Regions from separate parts of the Mus musculus genome. Here all the other regions are linked to region 4. Evidence: chromatin contacts called from public Hi-C, promoter capture Hi-C and targeted proximity ligation data. All regions are on one chromosome and are shown on one strand. The core of a region is the stretch at or near the end of the contact, and the rest is flanking DNA. Distances in the headings are between cores, read along the strand shown. Region 1 holds the start of Pitpnm1 (phosphatidylinositol transfer protein, membrane-associated 1). Region 2 holds the start of Rps6kb2 (ribosomal protein S6 kinase, polypeptide 2). Region 3 holds the start of Ssh3 (slingshot protein phosphatase 3). Region 4 holds the start of Bad (BCL2-associated agonist of cell death). Region 5 holds the start of Pold4 (polymerase (DNA-directed), delta 4). Region 6 holds the start of Rhod (ras homolog family member D).

What was found. Hi-C and Micro-C count contacts between places; a contact is called where the count stands out from the background. Capture Hi-C pulls out chosen DNA fragments and counts their contacts.
Region 1: a contact with region 4 is called in a targeted proximity ligation map of embryonic forebrain, with 5 times the contacts expected there. A contact is called at or near these places in 2 of 130 datasets of targeted methods (astrocytes and embryonic forebrain).
Region 2: a targeted proximity ligation map of astrocytes shows a contact between it and region 4, with 7 times the contacts expected there. A contact is called at or near these places in 1 of 130 datasets of targeted methods (astrocytes) and 2 of 9 other capture datasets (adipose tissue and liver).
Region 3: a contact with region 4 is called in a Hi-C map of B cells, with 6 read pairs. A contact is called at or near these places in 1 of 484 Hi-C or Micro-C datasets (B cells) and 1 of 130 datasets of targeted methods (astrocytes).
Region 5: a contact with region 4 is called in a promoter capture Hi-C map of liver, with 6 times the contacts expected there. A contact is called at or near these places in 1 of 39 promoter capture datasets (liver) and 2 of 9 other capture datasets (adipose tissue and liver).
Region 6: a promoter capture Hi-C map of adipose tissue shows a contact between it and region 4, with 4 times the contacts expected there. A contact is called at or near these places in 4 of 39 promoter capture datasets (hippocampal neurons, liver and pre-B cells) and 1 of 9 other capture datasets (adipose tissue).

The regions. Positions count from the first base shown.
Region 1 is chr19:4,099,183-4,103,423 of GRCm38.p6, reverse strand. Pitpnm1 (phosphatidylinositol transfer protein, membrane-associated 1) reads right to left here and starts at 2,802. Exons shown (of 23, transcript NM_008851.4): 1 at 2,162-2,802; 2 at 537-751; 3 at 328-449; 4 at 1-163. The coding sequence starts at 2,239.
Region 2 is chr19:4,161,845-4,165,808 of GRCm38.p6, reverse strand. It overlaps Rps6kb2 (ribosomal protein S6 kinase, polypeptide 2), which reads left to right and starts at 2,426. Exons shown (of 15, transcript NM_021485.3): 1 at 2,426-2,641; 2 at 2,947-2,987; 3 at 3,086-3,206; 4 at 3,481-3,549. The coding sequence starts at 2,564. Carns1 (carnosine synthase 1) reads left to right here. Exons shown (of 10, transcript NM_134148.2): 10 at 1-1,485. The coding sequence ends at 471.
Region 3 is chr19:4,267,550-4,272,092 of GRCm38.p6, reverse strand. Ssh3 (slingshot protein phosphatase 3) reads left to right here and starts at 2,860. Exons shown (of 14, transcript NM_198113.3): 1 at 2,860-3,078; 2 at 3,508-3,548; 3 at 4,115-4,346. The coding sequence starts at 3,013. Ankrd13d (ankyrin repeat domain 13 family, member D) reads left to right here. Exons shown (of 15, transcript NM_026720.2): 11 at 494-651; 12 at 758-874; 13 at 964-1,127; 14 at 1,208-1,299; 15 at 1,544-1,913. The coding sequence ends at 1,757.
Region 4 is chr19:6,939,991-6,944,004 of GRCm38.p6, reverse strand. Bad (BCL2-associated agonist of cell death) reads right to left here and starts at 1,443. Exons shown (of 4, transcript NM_001285453.1): 1 at 1,381-1,443; 2 at 959-1,138. The coding sequence starts at 1,130. It overlaps Gpr137 (G protein-coupled receptor 137), which reads left to right and starts at 2,812. Exons shown (of 7, transcript NM_207220.3): 1 at 2,812-3,522; 2 at 3,604-3,653. The coding sequence starts at 3,166.
Region 5 is chr19:4,229,285-4,233,824 of GRCm38.p6, reverse strand. It overlaps Pold4 (polymerase (DNA-directed), delta 4), which reads right to left and starts at 1,932. Exons shown (of 4, transcript NM_027196.4): 1 at 1,637-1,932; 2 at 1,273-1,362; 3 at 966-1,077; 4 at 191-611. The coding sequence starts at 1,733. The coding sequence ends at 587. Gm45928 (predicted gene, 45928) reads right to left here. Exons shown (of 4, transcript NR_132309.2): 2 at 1,273-1,362; 3 at 966-1,077; 4 at 193-611. The region is part of intron 2 of LOC102631992 (a long non-coding RNA gene); the gene reads left to right.
Region 6 is chr19:4,437,787-4,441,839 of GRCm38.p6, reverse strand. Rhod (ras homolog family member D) reads left to right here and starts at 2,397. Exons shown (of 5, transcript NM_007485.5): 1 at 2,397-2,620. The coding sequence starts at 2,489. It overlaps A930001C03Rik (RIKEN cDNA A930001C03 gene), which reads right to left and starts at 2,517. Exons shown (of 3, transcript NR_045990.1): 1 at 2,451-2,517.

The DNA of each region.
Region 1 (4,241 bases), core at 1,553-4,052, 2.8 Mb after region 4:
CACAGCTTATAGGCACACATGAGAGGTCCTGTCTGGGCCGCTGTCCGTGCCCAGTCATCAGCCAGCGGCCCTCGGCCTGTCTTGGCTGAGCGGTACAGCCGAGGGTCCTCTTCCGCTTTGTATTCTCCTGGGGCCACTGCATCCCGCACGATGTCGATGGTATCTGAAGGGGTTTCAGTCAGCACTAAGCAAACCCAGACCCTCCTCTCATCTCTACCCACCACCCCAAGGATTAGGAGGAAAAGCCTTTCACAGACAGAAAGACGAGACTCGGGGCTTGTCAGTGACGGCCCACAGAGGCAGCACAGGGACCCCAGAAGGCCTCACCCACGATTCTCTGTCTTCTCTCAGCCCCACTCAGGTTGAAGACGTTAGGTTGCTGCCCCCCATCAGGCAAGTAGTAGGTCTCTATCTCAATGGAGAACTTCTCCACAAAGGGGCAGGTGTACCTGGCAGAGGGCAATGTGAAAGTCATACTGTGTACACAGCACTGTTTCCTTTCCGGTCCCGAGCCTGTGCCTGTCTCACACACTCACCGTGTCCGGGTATATGGGTAAGCGTTCCAAGATTCCTCTTCTACCTGCAGAGCAGCCTTGGGTAACAGTGCCCGGAACCAGCCTGGGATGTGGGAGCCCACGTGGTACACCTTGTGTGTATACTGCCCGTTGCCTCCAGGCCCATCTGTGTAGGGCCGGTTGGCCAGGATCTCCACGCCGCTGCCCTCACCACTAGACTCCTCACGGCTCTTTTTCTGCAGCCCAGGACAGAAAATAGGGAACTCAGCCCTTAGCTTAAATTCTGGGGTCCTCAGGTTGGTTCTAATTCTTTGCATCACTCTTTAAAAAGAGGTTTGAGTGTATGAGTGTTTGACTATATATGTATGTCTACCACCTGCATGTCTGGTGCTTGAAGAGGGCATTGGATCCCTGGATATTGGACTAGCTGTTGACTGTGAGTTGCCCTGTGGGTGCTGGGAACAAAATCCAGGTCCCCCATAAGAGCAGCAACTGTTCTTAACAGCCAAGTTATCTCTGCAGCTTACATAGCCTTTTCAAGTCCCTGGGGTTGGCATCATGGGTTCTGCCCAGTTCCCATGGGGTCCTGCAACCTAACACTTGATCTGGTCATTCATTGGGTGGGATGTAGGACTGGGGTTTGTTGACAGCATAACTCAGGTTGCAGCAGAGGGAGATACAAAACAGGAAGGCGGTGAGTGCCACGAGGAAAGGAAGGGTCAGCAAGGGTGAAGACCTGGGGTCTAAATGCCACAGAGGGTCACAGATCACTGAGAGGACATGGCCATGGCTTGAATATGTGGTATGTGTGCACACAGGGGGCTGGAGGCAGAGAAGTGTGTACAAACTTGGTAGGGAGGGGTATGACGAGTATTTTCAAGGAATAGCAACAAGACCACCTCTCAACAGACTTGCCTTGCCCTGTCCCGCTGGAACCTCATTCCCAGCTCTTGTGACGTCTGTCAGTGTGTGAGAGCCTCTGGTTGCCCTTTCATAGTTCTGAAGCCCAGGTGTGGCCCACTTGACCCCACGAGGTGGGATATGGCCCTCTCTCCTCCTAGATGTAGATTTTATAGGTCCGAAGAACAAACCTGGCTCAGACCCCTTGAAGCCCCGCTAGCCTGCCTTGATCCAGCATGTCTCTCAACAGCCAAAGGCCAGATGTCCGTCCTCACCATCTAGTTCCTGCCTGCCCTGTCTGTTCCTGCCACAGTCTGAGGCCCTGATCCATGCGCCTCTTTTCTGATCTCCCGGGAATGCCAGAATTCACTTTCCCCCAGAACCCCTGATTAAGCTACCTGCCACCTAGTGGGCCTGGCTCCCTGGTCTCCTCATAGACTGCATTCCCTTCCCCCATGGGATTACAGATTCTTAGGATTAAAGGAGACCATATGTAGGCTGTGCAGGCTGGGCATTTAATGGATTGAAAGCACCCGTTGGCCTTCCTTGCCCTTCTGCCCCTCTGTCCCACCCTTCTGCTTGATTATTCAAAGAGGATGTCTCTCTGTCCTCTTATGGGCTACAGAACCCACTAACGGAACTGGTTGTGGGGGAATCCAGCGGGACTATCCCCCTGAGGCCTGTGAATTTCTTCTTCACTCTACCATGAAGCATGGCTCCTTTACAGACCTCCCCGCCATTCTCACCTGGATCATGTAGAGCTGGGCCACTTGATACTCGTCCAGGCTCATGGGCAGCAGGATGTGGTACTCCTTGATAAGCATCCTGAAGACGCTCCGCTGACCGCGTGCGGCCTCTGCTCCTCCTAGCGCAGGGTACCGCGCGGCAGTCAGTGCAGGACGGTGGTGCGCGGTACTGAGCCCTGCACGCCTGCGGAGGGGCTCGGGCCGCGGAACCCCATGGCCGGGCCCGCCGCGGGGGAGGCAGAGGCGAACCCAGTGTTGCCTCCCGCACCGCGGAGCCCAGAGCAGTAGAAAGGCTCAGAGCTGACCTCTTTTCCACGCAGCCCCCGCCCCCCGCCTGCCTGTCGTCATGGCAACCGCGCGCTGACGCGGGCCCCCCAGAGCGGCGGACGCGAGCCGACACGCCGCAAGGCCATCCTCGCGTCTGCACCGAGGTCGCATCCCGAAACAGCATCCCTCCGGGCCGCGCCTGGCTTCCAAGACCAGAACCTTAGGGACCCGCCCCCTTCACCATTTCATCCCCTGAAGTCGGTGGGGTTCTGTGTACTCCACTCCTAGACGTTCACCTAGACCCTTGTCCGCCAAGATATCTTTCAGGAAGCGACCCCCAATGGGCCTCTGCAACTCTGCTAATACTAACTTACCTTACGGTGCCAGAAGAAAAAAACAAAACAAAACCTCCGTCCGTCCCCCCCTCCCAAAACCTGCTTTTACCACCCTAGAAGGTACCCGGTTCCTGAACTGTATGTACCCTTGGTTTTCGCTGAGTTTCCATTCGTCCTTACAGCCACCCCATCATCTTCCCACGAGGTTGCCCATTCCAGGCTGGTGTAGGAGCGGTCCACTGGTATCCCTCTGGCCTCCGCCCTGGGAGGCCCACTCTGCCCACCTGCGTCCCGGCATGGCGCCACAGTTCCGCTGCAGACACCCCTCCACCCCCACCTTGCACCCAGCGGGCAGGCGAGAGGCCCTCTGTCCTCACTTCCCTCAGCTCCTTGTCCCTGTCGCCAGACGTGCTCTTGACCCGCCCGCTCACCGACGTCCCCGCTCACCTCTAGCTTCTGGTGGGCGCCCCTCACCCAACCGGGGCAGGGGTGGTCGACCCCAAGGTGGGAGTCCGTTGTGCCCCCAGTCCCGGCCTCGGTTTCCAGATGGAGCCCGACCCTCTGGAGGCGCGGAGCCGGCCCATAGCCCCGACCTTTTTCCCGGTCTGCCCGCCGGCGCCCCTGCTGTCCCTCCCCGCCGCGTCACTGCAGCTGCCCCGCCCCTTTCCTGGGCCCGGCTGGTCCTCCCCACCCCGGCAGGGTCGGGGCAGCCCCGCCCGCGGCGCAGCAAGGCTGGCCCCTGCTTTCCTTCTCCAAGACAGACGGGGAAGAGGCCGGGCCCCAAATTCCAGTTCTTTATTTCTGTGCTGTCTGGACACCCCAAGAATTCTTGGTTTCATTTCCCACCCAGGCCCAGTCAGGGCAGCCCTCCTGTGTGCTTTGAAGAGGTGGGATTTGACCTAGGGGGAGCCCAGGTTAGAGGAAATGTTGTACCCCAAAGTTAGCCAGAATTTGGAAGTTCTCAATTGCCTCTGCCTAGGTTGGCATTTCACGGTTACTTAGCTACATGCCCAGGTAGAGGCCATCCCCTTAATGAAGCCCAAGTCCTTCCCTACTATGTTTGCTAGGTTCTCAAATTTGGACACCCATCTAACTGCTCCGACTCTGTACAAAGGCCGAGACACCCGGGGCTGGCTCATGGAGCCACACCCAGCCTTGTGGAAGTTGTCAGGACAGTGGATAGCAGCATCAAGCCAAGGTGCTGGGGGTGGGGGGGAAGGAGCCTCTAACTGCCTCCCTTAGGAGTCAGGGACCCGGTGTATTTAGAGCCTTCCAAGGATGGTTTTAAAGCGGAGCTGGTGTAGGGGCATTAGGACGTTCACGGGAGAGGCTTAAGTGAACTGGTATTTCCACCCTGCCAGGCATGCCTGCCAATCTACAGGAAGGGCCCTTTAGGCTCCGGCTGTCCAATAGTGCCTCCAGCTGTGAAGGCAGCCAAGCCCTACGCTGCCCCCTGGTGGCACCTCCTTATGCAGACA
Region 2 (3,964 bases), core at 1,177-3,676, 2.8 Mb after region 4:
GGGGTTTTCAATGTGGAGCTCAAGATGACTGGGGCTGGGCCAAGGCTCATCGAGATTAACCCTCGAATGGGAGGCTTCTACCTTCGAGACTGGATCCTAGAGCTCTATGGTGTGGATTTGCTTCTGGCTTCTACAATGGTGGCCTGTGGCCTGCAGCCTGCCTTGCCTGCTCACCCTCGTGCCCGTGGCTACCTAGTGGGCATCATGTGCCTGGTGTCCCAGCACCTACAGCTGCTGAGTTCCCCGAGCAGTAGAGAGACTCTGCAAACCCTCCATGACCAGGGGCAATTACGACTCAACCTGCTGGAGGAGGCCCTGATACCTGGCCAGTATGAGGAGCCCTACTGCAATGTGGCCTGTGCTGGGCCCAGCCCTGCTGAGGCCTGTCACCGCCTGCTAGGCATCTGTCAGGGCTTGGGCATTGACAGGCCCAACTACCCTGTTGCCCATTTCCTGTCTCATTTCAAATAGCACTGGGGTCAAGGAGCAGCAGGGATGCAGTGCCAGGAGGAGGGGCCGTGGGGCTATATTTCCCTGTCCCTCTCTCTGTCACTTTGCCCCAACCCAGGGTCAGCATGCTACCACAACTCAGGCCTATTCCAGAACAGTAGAGCCATTGTGACACCAAAGTCTTCTGGATTCAAGGACCATAAAACAAGTATCTGGAATTTGCTGGGTCCTCTTGCCTTCCAGAAAGCCTCCATCTAGCCCCAGGTACCCCCAGGACTCCAGCCTTTAAAGAACTAACAAATAGCAGCTTCTTCACTGGCACATCAGTGCCCAGCCCAGATGGGGGTGGGTGAAACCCAGGCTCCTCCTCTCTTACCCCTCCACCGCCTAGGTCCAGCTCTTCCTGTCACCTACACAAGGAGAGAACCTTCACCAGCCCCTAGCCTTGGACAAAGGCCATGAAATGGGAGATTAGCACACTAGCCTTTATGCAAAACCCAGGACAGTTGTAGAGCCTGCTGAAAATGTCTGGCCGTGCTTCACTGTGTCTGTTGGCCTGAGCAGTAGAAGCAAATGTCTGTGCTCAGCACTAGGAGTAAACATTTCCCTTCATGCTTTCAGGCAGACCCTAGTGCCCCTATGTTACAGATGAGGAAGCAGGCTCAGAGAGAGAAAAAAAAAAAAAGACTGCCTCCAAGTTCCTATTATAGTGGATGTAGACAGAATGCCAAGGCCAACCTTCTCTGTTTACTGTTTTAAACGCTCAGTTAGCCTCCAGGTCCTCTCTCCTTTCTATCTTCATTTATAGGCAGCACTCAGACTCCTAAACACCTGCCTCCCATACACCACACACGATCTCTACCAGCTTTGTTGCTTTGGCCTCTGGCATTCCTAGCTAGCTTGGCCCTGGGACTTCTGTGTACACCTTTCCTCATTTTAGGGAGCTAGCTACTCTGAAAACACCTGTCTTTGCTCAGGAGCCGAGGACAGCTCCTGAAACCTGCCTACCTAAATAAAGACTTGTTAACTAGTGAAGTATCCGGAGTCCAGTGTTTTAGCTAGTGCTCCCCTCCCAGGTTCAGTAGGTGGGGAGCTGGGAAGTGGGAGGGAGAGGTAGAAAGCACCCCATTGGCTGGGCCCCAGGGTTGACCTTTGCTACGGGCTTACCTTATATCTACATGTATGTTTGAGATTTTTTTTTCTTGAATTATAATCCTAAATCATATTCAGGCAGTAATCCCTCTGCAGACCTGGATACCCCTAAATTTTGTTCATCTGAGTTCATATCCTATACCTCAGTGGGCATCCCGTGTGCAATGGAAAAGCTATCCAGACAGACTCCAATAGAAATGGACAGGCTTCGTTTGGGATCGAACCCCAGCAGTCACTTGCCATTTGTATGGCAAGTGATTTTACCCGCTGAACCATCTCGCCAGTTCTCATCCATCCTTTCAACTATATTCTATTAAAATATCTATTCTGAACTAGGCAGCTCAAATACTCGGTATGCATACATTAGCAAAAGTCCATATTTAGGTGTGTTGAGCCCTTCAGAAAGGGAGCCTTGAAACAAAGCCCAGGCAGTCGCCCAGAAAATGTCAGACCTGCAGGGTCTGTGAGCTTCAGGGAGGTTGTATGGAGTGTCCCTAATACAGCTTACTGTCCCCTAATACAACCGAACAGACACAAGTTTTCTTTCTGGGCAGCTCACAGCACTAAGAAGGGCTGAGGAGTTGCCACTTAAACGTTCATGCATCTGTAATTCTGCCCATTAAATCTTGAACTTGCTCCAGAGTCAAAATGGGAGCCTCTGTGCGCGCGGCTCGGGGCGAGAGCTGGCCCAGGAGAAACCGACAAGGAAGATGGTCTAGTAAAGCCTATTCTATTCATAAGGCTTGCAGGATGGGAGGTCCAGATGTCTGGAACTACGACTCCCGAGAGGCTTTCCGACAGGCGCCATCTTTTCTTCCCACTCGACTTGAGAGTGGGTGAAGCTATTGCGTCAACAGAGCGAGCGGCTGCTGTCGCGGAGAAATGACGTAGGCACAGCCCGGTGCTGTCAGTCAGAGTTCTGCCTGGTCCGGGCCAAGGGTCCCGCGGGACCGGCGGGGCCATGGCGGCCGTATTTGATTTAGACTTGGAGACCGAGGAAGGGAGCGAGGGCGAGGGCGAACCGGAGTTCAGCCCTGCGGTGAGTGTTTCTCTCCGGGCGCGACTGGACCCGGGAGCCCGGCTGGTTAACCAAAACCCTGGCGCTCCCAACTCTGAGTGGTTTGTGACCCCTACAAACCCAGATCCAGCCCCAACCCCAACCCCAGCCCCAGCCCCTGGACCCAATCTTTCCTTTTCTATCCTTGGTCTCTCCTTCCCAACCTTTCCCCATCCCTGCTCCTGTCTTCTATCCTTGGTCCTCTCCCCTGGGCCAAGCAGTTGAGCCTAGGTTGGGAGGAGGTATTCTGGCACCTCCCATGGTTCTTATTACTTGGTTTCTCACAGGACGTGTGTCCCCTTGGCGAATTAAGGGCTGCTGGCCTGGAGTGAGTGAGGGTCTTGCTTGGGGGGTGGGGGTATGGAGTAGGGGTCGGGACTTGGAGTACACTAGAGCCTTTCCCTCATTAACTTATTCTGTCTTTAGGACAGTGGGACACTATGAAGAAGTAGAGCTGACAGAGAGCAGCGTGAACCTGGGTCCTGAGCGCATCGGGCCCCACTGCTTTGAGCTACTGAGTGTACTGGGCAAGGGGGGCTATGGCAAGGTACTAACATCCCTCTCTCCCTGGCGACCTCAGCTCTAGCCTGAGACAGCATACTATCCTTCACACCCAATAGGCTTGTAAATGTACGGAGTCTCTGATGGAATTCAGAGCTGGAGACCTGGGGGAAGGAAGGGCATATCCTTTCAAAATCTGATGGAGATCTTTACTGTTCCACCCTTAAGCTGAGTTTAGACCTTTTGGTCCCTTTAGGGTGGGGCAACCTTGAAGGTGGGGTGTGGTCAGAGAAGTTAATCCTGTCTCCCCTGCCCTACAGGTGTTCCAGGTGAGAAAAGTGCAAGGCACCAACTTGGGAAAAATATATGCCATGAAGGTCTTAAGGAAGGTGAGTCACTCGCTTAGCCAGCAGAGACAGAGTAGCTGCCATCCCCATCAGCCTGTGCCAGGTCTCGGGAAGACAGCCGGAAACATGATAAAGACAGTCCTTATCTTGACACTTGCTGACTTAGCATCTATTGTCATACATACGATTTTGGAGTAATTCTTGGATGGAAGAAGCTGGCCTGCTAGGGCACATATGGCAAGCTTTGATTGTCAGGACTCATGAGGACAGGCAGTACTGTTGGCATTCTGTGAATAGAAGCCCAGGATGCAGCGCAACAGGAACCCACGACAAAGAATTGTGTGGCTCAGTGTGTCAGCAGGGTCAAGTTGAGCTGAACTTGGTAGGATACTGTGTAGTCTCAGGACTTGAATGGGTAAAGCCGGAGGATCTGAGTGGTGGTAGGCCAGCACACCAG
Region 3 (4,543 bases), core at 1,611-4,110, 2.7 Mb after region 4:
ACAGATGTGCATCCTGATGTGCATGGACACAGTGGATGCAATCACGGTGGCAGTGCTTTGCAGCAGGTCTAACATACCGGTGCAGCGCCTGTGCCTCTACTCACACCCCAGAGCTCCCAACCCCTGGGCTATGCTCCACACTCAAGAACAGCACATTTTTGTATGTGTGTGTGTCCAGCACAGTGCTGAACTAGTTTTGGACAGAGGCAAGGCCCCAAGAGAAGCCCACAGGCTGGCTGTGGCCTTCCTTGTGCAGCTCAAAAGAGTGGCATGAAGCCATCATCAGCACCAGGACAGGACAGGGGCTGCCCAGGCTTTCCAGCCAGTGAGTCCCTGAGGGTAACAGTTAATAGGAGCAGACCAGGGAGAAGGGTATCACAGGCAGGCGACTAGAAAGGGTGAAGCACCGGGGTGTGTGTGGGTGTGTGTGTGTGTGTGTGTGTGTGTGTGTGTGTGTGTGTCCCTGACCCACTTGCTATGGTCGGCTGGATAGGTTCAAGGCAACACTGTGGCTAAGTGAGGAGCACCCACTGTCCTTGGGTGACCAGGTGACACCCATCATTGACCTGATGGCCATCAGCAACGCTCATTTTGCCAAGCTACGGGATTTCATCACTCTGCGTCTCCCACCAGGCTTCCCTGTCAAGATTGGTGAGAGGGCAGGCAAGGGGGTAACCAGGACTTGGGCATGATGCCCTCCTCAGGTTTGGGGTTACTGAGGGGTGCAGGCAGCTCAAGCCTGGCTCTCTCCCCTCAGAGATTCCCCTCTTCCATGTGCTCAATGCCCGCATCACCTTCAGTAACCTTTGCGGCTGTGATGAGCCTGTGAGCTCGGTGTGCGTCCCCAACTCCAGTTCTGCCATTTCTGCTTCAGGTATGACTATAGCTACAGGAGACATTCACAGCTGGTAGCTCTCTGATCAGCCTTAGGGCTGAACATGACCCTTCCGCTGCCCTGCCCAGGAAGCCCTTTTCCATGTGAGGTGGACCCCACTGTATTCGAGGTGCCCGAGGGATACAGTGTGCTGGGTGCTGAGCGCAGCGAGCCCCTTCGGGATGAGGATGACGACCTGCTGCAGTTTGCCATCCAGCAGAGCCTGCTTGAGGCAGGCACAGAGGCAGAGCAGGTGGGATGCAAGTGGAAGGTGGGTCATGGCCTCTACAGCCACAGGCCCAAGGTGACAGTTCTGGGCTCTGGCTGCTGCAGGTGACGGTGTGGGAAGCCCTGACCAACACACGGCCTGGCATTCACCCTCCTCCCCGAGTCACAGTGTTTGAAGAGCAGCTTCAGTTGGAGCAGTGAGTCCCTCAGGAACTGTGTGTGGGTCCCTGGCTGCTGGTGATGGGTGGGAAGCCAGGGAGTTCTGATCCAAGGGCTCCATGCCTTCACATGGCAAAATGCTGCTTACCGTGGGGAGCATGAAGAGCCAAAAGAGGGCCTGCTTGTCTCTGTCCCTGACACCTTGTTCTCAAAATTGCATGGGCTTGGCTCCTCCCCAAGCCTTCTCACTGGTCTGCTCTCCCCTCAACCCTTACCCTGAAGGGCCCTGCAGGAAAGCCTACAGCTGTCCACAGAGTCCAGGGGTCCAGAATCTCCTCAGAAGACACCTCCATCCCCTGCACCCCCAAGCTTTGAGGAGCAGCTTCGCCTGGCCCTGGAGTTGTCTTCAAGGGAACAGGAGGAGTTGGAGCGACGGGGTCAGCAGGAAGAAGACGACTTACAGCGGATCCTGCAGCTGTCACTCACAGAGCACTGAGTTGCCTGGCCTTGGGACGGCTCCCCAGGGCCATGCCTTCTGCCTGGTTTTGTAATTTATTTATTTATAAACTGTCTGCTGCTGAGCTTGGGACCTGGGCACTGAAGATAGGCTAGCAGTGAGACTGAGGTGGAAATAAAGAGACCATCAGCAGTAGGCTTGCTGTCCTGCGTGGTCTGGAACCAAGGGGACACTGGATGGGGTTACTGATGGGTAGTCCTCGCTGGAGCTGGCACTGAGCAGCTTTGGAGCCTCCATTTCTACAGCTAGAAAATAAGACCACTTCTCACGGGGCAGGAGTTCCTGGAGATTCTGAAATTTCCCTGGATGCTACCCCAACCCCAGGTTCTGCCTGCCACCCAGCCTGATGGTCCATACTCCCGCTGGGCTGGGTCTTCCTATTCTACCTACTGGGGGAAGCTCCCACCTCATCCCCAAAACTCAGGCACAGGTTCCCCCTGTTTCAAGTATTTTCTACCAGAATGAACCTTTAAGCAAGTCACTCTCTGGGGAAGGGGCTCAGCCCTGTCCTAGTCACCCCTAGGGTGGACCTGAAATGCGTACAGGTATTGGGGACTATTGCAAAAATTCCAAAAAGGCCTTCTGTTCTCCCAGATCTTCTCAAGAGTAGAGGAATGACAGCCAAGCAGAAAAGAGAGCAAGTTTGGAATGGGGTGGTAGATTTAAGACCCATTGCCTCCCAGGTATGGTGGCGCATGCCTCTAATTCTAGTGCTTGGGAGGCAGAGGCAGGTGGATCTCTGGGTTTTAGGCGACTTGCTCTATATAATGAGTTTCAGGTCTGTCAGCTACATAGTGAGACCCTGTCTCAAAAACAAAACTGTTGCCCTTGCTCCTTCCTTTCCAAGAAACCATAGCATAAACCAAACAGTGGGGGTCCAAGTCTTACTGGGTGCAGCAAGAAGGGTTGAAAGCCTTCTGTGGGCAAAGCGACCAAAGCAGGGAAAGTGAGGTCTGGGCTCACCTGCGCCACGCCCTTGACCACGCCTCTAGCGCGGTCGGGGCGGGGCAAGCTGAACCGAGACCGCAGGGGCGGGGCCGCTGTCGCTCGGTACCAGCTCTACGCGACCAGACTGGTCATGAGTCGGGCCCTTTAAGGGCCGCTCCCGAGGAGGTGCCAGGCCCTGGTGGCTCCAATCTCTTCTTCCTGGTTGTGCGAAGGCAGGGACTGACCGTAAGGCTGAGGGAGGGGTCGTGCCGGGTGTTCGCCCAGGTGTTCCGGGCCTGCCTACCTTATGGCGCTGGTCACAGTGAGTCGCTCGCCGCCGGCAAGTGGCCACTCCACGCCTGTGGGACCCACGGTGAGTTTAGCTTGGTTTTACGCTCTTACAGTTGGCTGCCAAGGTAGGCCTTAGGGAGCAAGTCCTGCCCCTAGCAGACGGCTGGGAGTAGGCGGAGGGGGACCTTGAGTCTCACGTTTTAAGGCACTTGGGAGGCCCTGAGGCTCCCAGGAGCTCGACGTAGGTAGATGCGGAATCCTGAGAACCGCCCGGGTCTGTTGAAGCCCAGATCTGCCCAAATACCTCCCACACTCTGCAACCCCCTATCCTTGCAGCACTGCTGTACCTGGACTTAGGCCGGGTTTCTCTGGGGCCTGTTGGAGGGGAGCGGCTTCAGAGGAAAGAGATTTCTTTTCCACCTAGCGCTCCCTTGTAGGAAGAGGAGAGGCTTTTGGGTGCTTCCTGTCCTGGAAGCTGCTCTCTTACTCTATTCCCGGGCTGCTTTCTCAGCAGGACCGAGTGGTAAGACGCAGAGGCCGGCTCCAGCGCAGGTGAGTTCTGTCTGACAAATGCTTCCTTATAGCCTGTGGCCTAGCTGCTGCCATTGTGGACTCCTGATGTCTTGCTTGGACCAAGGACTCACTTAAGTATTGTCAGATAAACTCATGCTTAGGTGGGAGGCAGATGCTGTGGGTGGAGCTGGCAAACATCACATCTCTGGCTTGTGGAAGAACCAGCATGGTTAACTTAGCCCTGGCCAGTAGATGCTTTCACACATTACCTGGACCTTGGCTCGCCCAGTAATCCCAGGACCAAGGGCAGGATGGGACCTGAAGGAGTATAAGTGCTTAAACAAGTTTATAGCATCTGAGTCCACCCCGAAAAGGAACACATTCCAAAGGTGCAAAACAAGGTGAGGAGGAGCCTGAGAGCCCAAGGCTGGCTCTAGGTGCCTACCGCTATCAGGGTCCTGGTTACAAAAGTGCAAACTGTGCCTCACTCCGGCCCATCTGACTCTGGAGAGCGGGCCAGCAGCCCACTTCCGCCAGCCAGGGGACTCAGCCTCCCTAAAGTTTGAAAACCTATGACCTGAACCATGTCCCCATCGCTCTGCCAGGCAGAGTTTTGCGGTGCTCCGAGGGGCTGTCCTGGGACTTCAGGATGGAGGGGACAGTAATGTTGCATCTGAGGCTGACTCTGAGCCAATGGAGGAACCCTCAGGTGAGGAACAGCCCACCGAGGACCAGACTGACAAAGGGCAAGGACTCCAGAGTCCCTGGAAACAAGTGCAAAAGCGGCACCTGCACCTCATGGTGGAGCTGCTGAGGCCGCAGGATGATATCCGCCTGGTAAGGAACCACCCGGAGCTCATGTCTATCTAAGATCAGTGCTATGAGATCTGGGGCCACAACAACTCTGCCACTTCATCTAGAGACAGCAAGGCAAGGGCATATCTGTCTCTGGAGGGCTGGGAATGGACAAGGGAGGTTTGTCCCCTGTGAGCCAAGAGCTGGGGTTATATGAGGGAGGTCTCTGTTAATCCACA
Region 4 (4,014 bases), core at 194-2,693:
CCAAGGCCTCTCCTTCCATCTTGGCACTCACTCACACTTTCCAGCTTCACACGGCTCTTGTTTGTCACTTAGGGTCACCTGCCTGTCCCATCTGGGCAAGAATAGTCGGGCTGAAGGCGAGCCATAGAGTAAGAAAGAACCTACTGAGCTGGGCGGCGGTGGTGCACGCCTTTGATCCCAGCACTTGGGAGGCAGAGACATGAGGATTTCTGAGTTCAAGGCCAGCCTGGTAGTAAATGCTCTGAACCACTGAGCCATTTTTCCAGTCCCCTCCCCCATCCCTTCTTTTAACCTTCAGCTTTCTTCTTCCTTTTTTATTAGTTTTTATTATTATTATTTATTTATTGGTTTTTCTGTAGGAGTGAGTTCCAAGATAGCCAGAGCTACACAGAGAAACCCTGTCTTGAAAAACCAAAAAATAATCATTTTAAAAAAAGAAAGAAAGAAAGAAAGAAAGAAAGAACGAACGAACGAACGGACCTACTGGCCACTTCTTGGGCTGGAGAGATGGCTCAGTGGTTAAGAGCACTGACTCCTCTTCCAGAGGTACTGAGTTCAATTCCCAGCAACCACATGGTGGCTCACAACCATCTGTAATGGGATCTGATGCCCTCTTCTGAAGACAGCTACAGTGTACTCACATACAATAAATAAATGAATAAATAAATAAATAAAGAGAAAAGTCACTTCTTTGGGGCTCTGCTTACCTCCCACTGATCTTGGGGACATAATAAGGGGGTCTGTTTTCAGCATTCAGTGAGTCAGCTTAATCATTAAGGGCATACCATACATCTCTGTGAATTAGCCCAGTGATGGTTTGTAGAAGAAGCAATCTGATGAAAGGAGCTATCTGGGGCTTCCCAAGAATCTTTAGGAAGTATGGCTGCAACAGCAACGTAAGGGGCACCTGAGAGTCAGGGGGCATGGGACAGGCAGATAATGGTAGTGAGGAACCTACCTCCATGATGACTGTTGGTGGCTGCCCGTCCCTGCTGATGAATGTTGCTCCCCAGGAGACCTGGGGCCAGGTAGGGACCTGGCTGGTCCTCAGTGAGGCTAGGGCCCAGGCCCCTATCTGTAGCACTAGCGTCTTCCTGCTCACTCGGCTCAAACTCTGGGATCTGGAACATACTCTGGGCTGTAGAGACAAGGTAAGAAGTACTCACTACACAGCTAGGCAAACAGTGTTTATGAGAAGCAGAGGAGAGGTACTCCTGTCTCCCTCTCCCACCACGGTAGCTCAACTCCCCAAATCTTCCCAATCCCTCATTTGTCTGCTCAGTCTGCCTGGCTGTCGCCCGAATATTAAATCTCTCTTCAGAGCTCTGTCCAGACACTAGTGCGCTCCCCCTGCCCGTTAGGACCGGGAATAGGTCTCACCCCAAGCCCGATCTCGAGGCCCCTGACCCGGGCCTGCCTCCTCCCTCCAGTTCTAAGGGCGCCCGGCCCTAGTTTCCTGGGCGACGAGAACTGTCACAGATCTGACCCAATCAGTTTTCGAAGTAAATCCCGGGTCGGCCTGGAGGCGGGGCCACCCCAAGCCAGGTCCCACCCCTGCGCCGACCTGCTGGTCTCCACCGCCTTCCTCCCGCGTCGCTCCCCAGGCTCCGGATTCCGGGATCGGACTTCCTCAAGCCTAGGGCGTGTGCAGGAGCCAGCGAGGGCTGCTTTGGGGTTCCCATTTGGATCCTGGAGGCCTGCTTCGGCTGATAAGTCCTCCAGCCCTTCTGGGCCCGAATTCCCTCCTGTAAAATGGGGTTAATGACACCTCCCTGGGGAGCTGGTGAAAACTCTGTAAACAGCTTAGTGATTACTTATAGAGCCGTTCACTGAAGCTCGGCCGTCGGATGCAATGGTCGTTGCGATGGTTATTGCTCCCCCTGGACCGAGTGACCGGGATGGGAAGACCAGCTCCTTCTTCCCGATCGTGGAGGCCTTGCACTGCCCGTCTTGGGGACAACCCCCCGCGCCATTTCGGGAGCTCCTTTACGGCAGGATGGCCGCCCGGGTGCGGAAGAAGGGACGGGGCGCCCAGGAAGGCGAGCCGTGGGGCTCCAGGGGCCTCTGCTGCCAGGATAGGTGTGCGTACGCTGCCCCGGGCCGGAGCGCGGGGCCTGCAGACAGAAGCTAGGGGGCGGGGTCCGGGTACCATCTTGGTTGTGGGCGGAAGTTTCCTTCAGTGACCCTGTGCGGGGAAGTCGTTGCCGCCCCCCATATGGGCACGCCGAACGCGATGTGGATTTGGGAATCTAAGCGTGGGAAATGGTAGTCCCCAAACATTAAGAGCTGGCGGTCCATGGCACTGGTAGCCCAGGTGCTTGCTGCGTGCGGCCTGCTCTACTCTCGGCCGCCCGCCGCCATCCGTAACCCGGGACACCCGCCGGCAGCGCACCTTGCGGCGATTCTCGAAGAGATGCACGCCGGGCGCGGCGCATGGCTTCGGAGTCCCTGCCGGTCGCTACGCAGTTTACGTAGCGAACGGACGTCCGCGCAGGCGCAGGAGTGGGGCGGAGCAGAGGGAGCCGGGGAGCTGGAGCCCGGTGTCCCGGCGACCGGATCCCGCTTACCCCGCAGCGGCCTGAGACCTGACATCGACTTCCTCTTATTCACCGGGGCTGAGGGTGGACGCGGTGGGGGAACACGTCTGGAATCTTGAGGACAGAGGAAGAAGCCTCCCAATCCGGATTATTGGAGGGGAAAGAGGAACCAAGCTTGGGGAGGGGGAGAGCGGGGCGTTGGGCGCCCCCGCAGCGGCCGCTGTCCTAAGCTGACGGGCATCGGCCGGCTCTCCCCCTCCTGCCAGCCGGACACGAGCAACCAAGGCCAGGGACTCTGTGCCACTGCATCCTCGCATCTTGGCTCTGGGGCTGGCCCAGGGAGGGACACCCCCAACCCCCATTTCATTTGCCCTGGGTAGGAAAGACCACTTTATACACTCCAGAGTGACGGGTCTAGGGCCCAGGGCCCAGGTTACCCGTGCCCACCCCCACCCCCACCCCCACGCCCGACTCTGCTGAGAAGGAAAGGCCTGACAACCTCAACTTCTTTTTTCCAGAGTTTCCAGGTCTCACCACCTATTGCAGGTCCCACCCCTCCGTATTTATTTCCCTGGCTTCTGGCCAGCCCTCTATCTCTGTCTCCGGGTTTCAGGCCTCCCTCCTTGACATGGAGAGTAACCTGTCTGGTCTGGTGCCTGCAGCTGGGCTGGTACCTGCACTGCCGCCTACAGTGACCCTGGGGCTGACCGCTGCCTACACTGCCCTATATGCTCTGCTCTTCTTCTCTGTCTATGCCCAGCTCTGGCTGGTGCTTCTGTATGGGCACAAGCGCCTCAGCTATCAGACAGTATTCCTGGCGCTCTGTCTGCTCTGGGCAGCCTTGCGTACCACACTTTTCTCCTTCTACTTCCGAGATACTCCCAGGGCCAACCGCCTGGGGCCCTTGCCTTTTTGGCTTCTCTATTGCTGCCCTGTCTGCCTGCAGTTCTTCACACTGACGCTTATGAACCTCTACTTTGTGCAGGTAACCACGGGAACCGGTGTGGTGGGAGTAGGAGGGCAATCTCAATGGTCCAAAGGAGTGATGGGGTATCTCTGCTCCCAGGTGGTGTTCAAGGCCAAGGCGAAGCGTCGGCCAGAGATGAGCCGAGGCTTGTAAGTACTGGAGATGTCAATGGGTCAGTGGCAGGGAGGAAGCCCACCCAGCAGGGTTGAGACAGGAGGAACCTCAGAAGTATTTGTGATAGAGCTTGAGAAACCTGAAGCGTCTGATACAGACATCTATGATAGTGTCAGGGGAGAGAGACCATCAATATCACCTGTGGTGGAGAAAGATGGAGGCTCCAACCCATGGAATGCATGAAGTCCTGCTGCACTTTTAGTGACCTTGGCTGCAACACCCCTGTCCTTACACAGTGCCTTCTAGTTTATAAAGATATTTCACATCTCACCTGAGGTGCTATTCCTATCGTCATTTGAGAGGATAACTGAGGCCCAGTTAGACAAAGCACCATGT
Region 5 (4,540 bases), core at 683-3,182, 2.7 Mb after region 4:
CATATTGGGACCCTTTAATCTCAGCATTCAGGAAGCAGAGGCAGGCAAATTTCTGAGTTTGTAGCCAGCCTAAGTAAAGAAAAAAAAAAAAAAAAAAAAAAAAAAAAAGCCTGTAGCTGGCTCTCCAGCCCACTTACAGTTTGGGAACTGCCGGCTAGATTAGAGCATATTAAGAGATGTAAGGTCAGAATCTCAGGCTTAATGTACTTTATTGTAAGCATTAGTGAGCTCCTTGATCCAATAACTCACTCATCTGTGCCCTCAGCTAGATGCCCAAGGTGGGCCCTTTAGGTTATCTGCCGACATCTGGTTTATGCCAGCCTGTGCTGGATTTGCCACACCGTAGGTCAGGGGTGTGGCGGGTGGGCATCTGGTGGTCATGATTAGGGCGTGGAGGTGCTCAGCTTCACAGGTCCCAGGAGCTTCAGCAGCCTGCTGTTTAGATGGAGAAGAAGCTGAACCAGGAAGACCTCCACAGTCAGCCTGCTGTTTCTCCAAGGTTGGAATGAGCAGAGCAGGCCATGATGTCTGTCCTGAAGTTCTTGGTGGCTAGGAGGTGCCCAGAGAAGGACAACGTGGGGGTACCTCAGAGTGGGTAGAGATGCCACAGGCTGTGGAAGACAGGGTGGGAGAAGGAAGTCATAGCCACATCAGTTCTGTTCCTTGATGGACTGTCTCTAGTTCTTACTTACTTACTGCCTACAATCCTGTGGCTCTGGTGAACACCTCAGGACTCATGGATAGCTCCATGGGCCCTAGATATACCCGTCCCCCACCATCAGCTCATAGAGGTAAGGATCATTATCGAGATCTATCTCGAGCCAGACTCTTCTTGCTTGACAGGAAGGACCGTCTAAGTCTGTTCCCACTTCTCCAAGTCAAGGTAGCCCCTACGTAGACCAAGAGGGTGGCAGCTCCTGGAGAAGTCCCTGGTTCCCCTGAAAGCTGTCCCAGCCTATCCTGACCTGCATTGGAAGTGAGGGTCTTCAGGGTGTGCCTTCAACACTTGGTACACCTCTAGGGGGGGCTTCAAGCCCATCTGCTCTGCCCGACTCCAGCGCTGCAGCCTTGTGATACCTGCCATCAGGAAAAGAAGACAGGATAGGCAGGAGAATCCAGGATAGTGGACATGGACGGCAGTTTCTTGAGCCTCCATAGTCAGTTTCAGGAGACAGTGTCCAAGAGCTAGGCAGGATTACTTTTGAGACACATTGATAACAGAACTGATTCAGAGATGTGCCTGATGGGAGGGACTGGAAATGGGGTGCTCACCTGTACAAGGCCCATACTGCCAGGCCAGGTCAAACTGCCTCAGCAGCTCCAGCTCTGTTTCCTCCTGGCTGAGGGACTGGGTGTCTTCCCCTGCAATAACATGTGGTGGCTCCTCAGGCACATCCAGGCCTTTGCCCTACCCTGGACTTAGAGCTGTGACTCTATATCCTGGCAATCTCCCCACCCATTTGCCTTTGCCATCCAGCAGACAGACAGCTCATCGGAAGTGCGAGACATGCTAGCTTCCCTTTTTAGCCAACACACACACACACACACACACACACACACACACACACACACACACACAGAGTCCTTTCTGGTCACTTCATGTCCACTCTTCCTGCCACCCCCACATTTTAGAGACCTAGCTCGGGTGCCAGCTCTCCCTTGCTGTGCCCAGGGGGCCCCTCCCTCTTCTTCACAACAGGATAGGAGTCAGTGATGAACCGCTTCCGACCCATGGCGGCCACCCAGGCAGGCGGAGCAGGAGGCAAAGAAAAGGCAGGGCAGCGGGCCTGTGAGAGACAGCTGCTGAGAGTGAGAGAGGGGGCCAGAGAGAGATGGGCCAGCAATGGACAGACAAGTTGACCCAGACAAGCAGAGAGAGGAAGTCCCTAGGTTCCAGGGAATGACGCCTGTCTTCCGCCCCCACAAGCACGCAAACATCAGAGACCTAAGCAAATGGCAAACGGCCTTTGCGGGGCGGGACCTTAATTCTAGCCAATGGCAATCGGCAGAAGACGGGGGGCGGGGTAGCTGCTGCTGCGTTTCGAGTGAGGAGGGGTTAGGCGGAACCAAGAACCTGTCAAGATGCCCCAGACTTCACCACCTCCTCGGGTTTCTCATTGGTCCACTTGGGTCCCTTGGGACATATAGAGAGTTATCCTCGGCCTCTCACTTCCCGTTTTTCCTTCCTAGGCAAATGTTCTTTTCAGCCTCACTAATCCCCATGGCCAGTTTTTAAGTCCCCTGAGAACCTTTTTCTCCTGCCGGTTGGCCCTAGAGCGCTGTGGGATCAGATCTGTAGGTCCAAAGAGAGTTTGGACTAGTCCAGGTCCTTCCCTGCTGCTCTTACTGGCCCCAGGAGACCTTGCTGGAGAAACTCATGAGCTCAGAAGGCTCCTTTCTCACAGTCTGCTGGCAGAGCCACTGTCCACCCAGCCCAGGCATGCGGTTGCTGTGGCCGCTGTCAAGTCCCACAGCCTGCCTCTGTCCACTTTGCTAGTCAGGAAGATTCCATTCCAAGCAGGACGCCAGAAGTATAGTCTCCATTCTCCATGGGTTCATATCCCCAGTTCTTAACTGACAGATCTGCTCTGTTTTTTTGTTTTTGTTTTTTTCTGAATGTGTATCATGAGCAGAAAATAATTTCAATAAACCCAACCCTCATATTGGACTTTCCATGTGCCGAGTTCTAAGCATCTCCCACATGCTAACTCAAAATAGATATCAAAAGAGTTTTTTTGCAAGTGGGAAGTGTAGGCAAATTGTGATCAGTGCTCTTAGTAACAGCTACTGTGTAACTAACTAGCTTCCCGTGTGCTGCAGAAGTGCTCTTAGTAACAGCTACTGTGTAACTAACTAGCTTCCCGTGTGCTGCAGAAGTGCTCTTAGTAACAGCTACTGTGTAACTAACTAGCTTCCCGTGTGCTGCAGAAGTGCTCTTAGTAACAGCTACTGTGTAACTAACTAGCTTCCCGTGTGCGGCAGAAGCTCCCAGGCTTGCGCGGTAGAGAGAGGGACATACACAGTCGTTAGTCCTGGACAGGAGAGCAGGAGCACGAATGCCTTAGAGCTGGAGGAGAATGGTAGGCATTGGGAGAAGACCTCAGGAGGTAATTGCTGTAAACAGCGTCTCTCAATTCTCTACCCATGACCTTTGTTTTGGGGCTCCTGTCATCACTGACTCACCCCTACTACCACCTCCCCCTCACCAACTTCCTGGCAGCGGGTGAAAATGCTGGCCCGTGGGAGTCTGGGAACCAGCACTTGGACTGACCCAGCACTAATCACCCTCTGGAGAGCCCATCCGGTTCTTCCTTCCAGGGGTGCAAGGATGGCTGGTTGGAGGCCTTTGCCCTCCTTTTTGGAAGCTCTGTGATCTGGCTTAGGAAGCACTCGGCTGGCCTCCCGTGTGTGTGGAGGCAGAGAAGAGGACCCCTCCAAAGAGAAACCCACCAGTGGTGGGCAGAAGGTTGTGTCTCCAGGGACCTCCTCTTGCTAGCCTTCCCCCATTAGCTTCTTGAAGAAGAAGGAGCTGCAGGCACACTGCAAAGACCTGGAAGGCCTTTCTGGGACCCATTGTTTGGGGTGGCTCAGGTCTGATCCCTCCATCTGTCTCCTGGACATCTGGGAGAAGAGACCCTACAGAGTTGGGAAGGGGGACAGGGAGAATTCTCTACTAGGCAGGGAAAGGCACAGGCATTAGGTCTAGTGAGGCTCTATAGTGGGTAGCTCCTAGGCTCCGTGGGACTGACCACCACTCCTCCCTAAGAAGGCCTCAGATATTCTGGGGCTGTTCCCAAAGGTATGTGGCACCCACTTCCTGAGTCCACAAAGCCCTGAGGGAGCAGGGAAGCCTGGGTGGGGCAGACCCCTCCTCATTCCTGGTCCCTCCCACCCCTGAAAGCTGATAGCCGTGGGGCCTGCCACCGCCCAGGGAGCGTGAAATGGGGTGTGCCGCTGGGCGGCCACAGCAGCTCCCTCCACTGCCTGCGCCTAGTCGCTTGTCTCCTTTGGCAGCTCCTGACACCCTGACCTGCTCTGTGGATCTTGGCTGAGCCATCCCTACCTGCCCTCCCTTCAGCCCCCACCCCAGATCTGCCTGGCTCAGGTCCAGGTAGCTTCTCCAACACTGACTGGAAAGATACCTCCCAGGGGCTTTAGGTTCCCTCAGCCCCTAAGGGATCTGGAGTGCTCTGCTTCAGTGCAGGGACCCTAGCACTAGCCTTCTGGTGGGGGAGGTGTGTGGGGGTGGAGCTCTCCCTAGGAAGCATGCTGTCCTCTCCAGGTGAGCAATAAGATGGATCATCCTGGCTGCTCAGTATCCGACGTGTCTCTAAGGTGGTTAGGGCACTGACTTGGTCTCCTATCTTTGGGTGTTTTCCTACTTTCTTCTCTAACCTCATCATTTTCCTTCCTGCCTAGAACACTTTGCTTGATGCAGAGTTCTCAGAGTGGAGACCAAACTGGTGGTCTAAGTTAGTGGCTCAATTCTGTCTTGTATACGAAGTGTCTTTGGTCAGCACTGATTCCAGAAGCTGGTGAT
Region 6 (4,053 bases), core at 1,148-3,647, 2.5 Mb after region 4:
AGCAAGCACCCCAGTGAGGCCAACTGTGTGGCCACCCCACCCCACTCCAAAAATAAACGTCAGGAAAACATTGTAGTCCAGAGTCCAGCAATGTCAGATTTGGGGAAATTCCTGGCTACCAGGGCAGATGGCCATGGGTCAGTGACTGACTGATACGCTTTTCCCAGGAGCCTGAACATAGAATGTTGATGAGGCTGGCCCAATCCAAGCAGCTGCCTCCCTCTGGGGTTCAATCCCCAAGTCTCCAAAACAAGAAGTAGAAACCTACTTCACAGTGTGAGAGCTGACAGCAATAATGTACAAGAACTGAGATTTGGGGACAGCCGTAGGGTCCCCCTTAAGAAGTCACCAGTTTCCTTCTCTGCAAAATGGAACTAGCAAATCCTGCCTCCTGGTGGACAGTCCCTGAATAGCAGCTATCACCCATTAGTATGTGTTGTTATTATGAGGTATACAAAGAAACTATAACGTGTGACAGTTGTCAAGTGTGTCATTAGAGTGATTATCCCTATAGCAACCAAGGCCACCTCCGCCTGACTCTCAGCTTCCTCCACCCTTGGTCTAGCTCCACCTGCCTCCCAGACTGGCCTTATGACAGGTAGGGATGACAAGGCTGACAGCTGACTGGGGGGGGGGGGGCTCCTCACCACTCCTTCTGGGCATCCTGTTCAGCCACACACCCAGCTTCATGCCAAGTCCCGCCCAGCCCTGTGGCGGTTTCGGGAAAGGGGCATCCAAAAGGTGGAGCTGGGGAGGCTTCTGGGAGGCTCCTTCCATACAGCTGACCTCTGGCCCAGAGGGAAACTGGAAACTGCCTCCTTGAGACACAGTGAGGATCAAATAGGGCTGAAGGTCCTCTTCACTGCCTGACTTTGAATACAATGGGAGATGAAGTCATGGAGGTGAAACCCAAAGACTTCTGACCATGGTCCACTTAGCTTCCATTAAACACCCAGTCTGAGGTCTGGGGAGACAGGCGAGACCTTTTTCCCCTCTTTTTTAGACAGAATATCTAATCCATGCTGGCCTTGAACTCACTGAACAGCCAAGCTGACATTGAGCTTCAGATTTTCCTGGCTTCACCTCATCAGTATTGGAATTAGAAGCATGGATCTCCAAGCCCGGTTTATGTGGAACTGGGAATGGGACCGAGGCTTTCATGAGTGCTGGTTAAGCATCCGGGCAGCGCGGCTACATTTCCAGCCCACTTATGCTCACCAAAAGTTAAAAAGAAAAATCTGATCACAAAGAAGGTTGCGGAGATTTAGAGAAAAGTAAGATTTATTCCTGAAATCCAAAGTGCTCCACCCTCCAGATACTAGCTCCTCAGCCAAGTCCCGCCCTCTGTCCTGTCGCTAAGAAGTGGGGGCGTGGCTACCTTGCTCCAGTCTCTTCGAAGAGCCCCTTTTTCCTTTCTCCTGTCCTGACACCTCCTATTCTAGGCTTCTCAGAGTCGAGGTTTTGATCGGAACAGTGCAGGGTCCCCAGACTCTAAGAAACTAAGGATCATCTGCATTGATTAAACATTATACCAAAGAGCTGGAGAGATGGCCCAGAGGTTAAGAACATTGGCTGCTCTTCCAGAGGATCCCGGTTCACCCACATAGTGGCTCATAATGTCTGTAACTCTAGTTCCAGGGTTTCCGAGTGCAGAGGACACCAGGATGCATGTCTATGTCTATACATGCAGATAAAACGCCCACACGCGTAAAAAATAAAACTAAAAGGCCATCATACTATATACCATAATATGAACCATTCATGACATCTGCCATGTGCCAGAGCTAGCTCTGAGCTCTACAGATGGACGGTTCCATAGTTTTCCTTAGCTCACTGGCTGCCTGGGTGAGATGCGTGGTAATTCCACCTTCATTGAAACTTCCTGGAGCTGGCTGAAGAGGTCCTGCAGTGACCCACAAGGGCATGCCCGGGCCACTCCTTTCTCATCTGGCCTACAACATTTGGAGGAGGTCCGCAAATAGCAGAAACTCATATTCATTCATTCATTCATTCATTCATTCACCCACCCATTCATTCATAAAAATAACCTCCCACCCATGGCAGATAGTCCAGGTGCTTCCTCCTTCCCTGTCCCCAGCCTCTCTCCAAGTACTTGTCTACTCTCCCACGAGCCCTGGGTGCCCTCTGGAGGCGTAGGTCTCCGCTCACCCCTGCGGCCTCAGCGACTGCACGCAGTAGGTGCTGCAAAAGTCTTTCTTGAGTGTCTAGACAGGACGCCAGGAGACCGGACCCCAGGAGCGTCCACCCTTGGGCGGGCGCCGCACCCCCATCTTGTCCCGGGCTTCTCACCTGAGCTGGGTGTCCCCCGCCCCCCGGGCCGCCTCCTGTCCCGGCCGCCCCGCTCCCACTTCCTCCCGCCGCCCCGCCCCTTCCACATTCCTGTCCCGCCGGGCCAGCCCCGCGCCCGCCGCAGCCAGCCCGCCGCGTACCGCCTGCTGCTCCGCGCACCGCCGTCCGCCAGCCAGGGATGAACGCGTCCCAGGTTGCGGGAGAAGAGGCGCCGCAGAGCGGGCACTCGGTCAAGGTGGTCCTGGTGGGCGACGGGGGCTGCGGGAAGACGTCACTGATGATGGTCTTCGCCAAAGGGGCCTTCCCAGAGGTGAGTGCCCTCATCCTTGGCCCTGCGCTGGGGACACCCCCCATGTGCGGGTCTGCTGAGAGCTGCCTCGAAAGAACCCAGCTCTAGCCTCCTAGGGGGAAATCTCAGCAGGGCCTGGGGTCGAAGGCAGAGTTTTTCAGTTTTAGCCAGTAGAAGCAAAGTGGGACTAATAGCACTTAGGGGGAGGGGTGTCACAGGGACTGAATTGGGCCACCTAGGGAAATAGCAAATCCTACGAGAGCAGTTGTTGTCACTACTTGGCGACGAGAGTGTGAGGACTTTGGAGCTCGACTGGCAGCAGTAAAATCAAGCCTTTGCCTCTTACAGCTGTGTGCCTTTGGGCAAGTCCCTTAACCTCTCTGAAGGTTAACTACATGATAGGACTGAAAGCCCCTACCCGAGCGTAGTATAGAAAAGAGTGCTGAAAGTTAGTTGCTGAAAGTTAGTAAGTGATGTTCGTCGGGCGACATCACCTCTTCTCCATCCACTATGGTGCAAATCCCCATGCTTTACCCTAGAGAGGAAAACTGGAACACCGACCCTTCTCTGAAGAGTCTGATTATGCCATACTTCGACTCTAACCAAGCCTCAGTTTCTCAGAGCAACCTGATAGGGGGAAGAAAGCTGGGACAGTGAGGCTGAAGGCTGATGGCCGGCTCGGTGCGGTACCTGGTTGCATCCTGGCTCTCTGGGCTTGTCACTGTGAGTCCTCAAGGACCCCATGACCAGAACAGTGGCTGAGCCCTCCTTCTGTGCCTCCACGAGGAGTGGGGGTCCTGTGTGTTTGTGGGTTTGCCTTCAGCAGCAAGCCTTCTTTTCCTGTCCCCACGTCCTTCTGGCCTCTGGGATTGTGCAGAAGTGGGTAATTTGATGGAAGGAGCCAGAGAAGCTGACCTGGCAAATAGGGCACAGTCTTGCTTGCTACTCTGAATACCAGTGGTTTTTATGGTTGTTGGGTTTTTTTTTGGGGGGGGGGGTTGTATTTTTGTCGTTTTACTTTAGTGGTTCCTGTTTTGTTTTTGAGACAGGATATTACTGTGGAGGCCTTGTACGCTCAGTCCTCCTGTCTCTCGGCCCAAGGATTGCTCAGATCACGTGTATGCACCACCATACCCATCTCACAGCCTTTGGTTTTGTGGTTTGCAAAGCTGACGTCACCTTCTTTGACCAGTTACAGTTTTTTTGTTTTTAAGTATAGGAGATATTTTCCAGGTCTTTAGGTACTGCCCATGGGAACCCAACCAACGTGGGAACCAGGAGATCAGAGGAGGCACCTAAAGGTGGAGGGGGTGGGGAAGGCTCTGCAACACTGGCCTGGGGCAGGCATCCTAGACACTAGGCAGAAAAGTCCATGAACTGTTTATGGGGTTTTGTGTGTGTGTGTGTGTGTGTGTGTGTGTGTGTGTTCACAAGGTTTCTCTGTATAGTCCTGG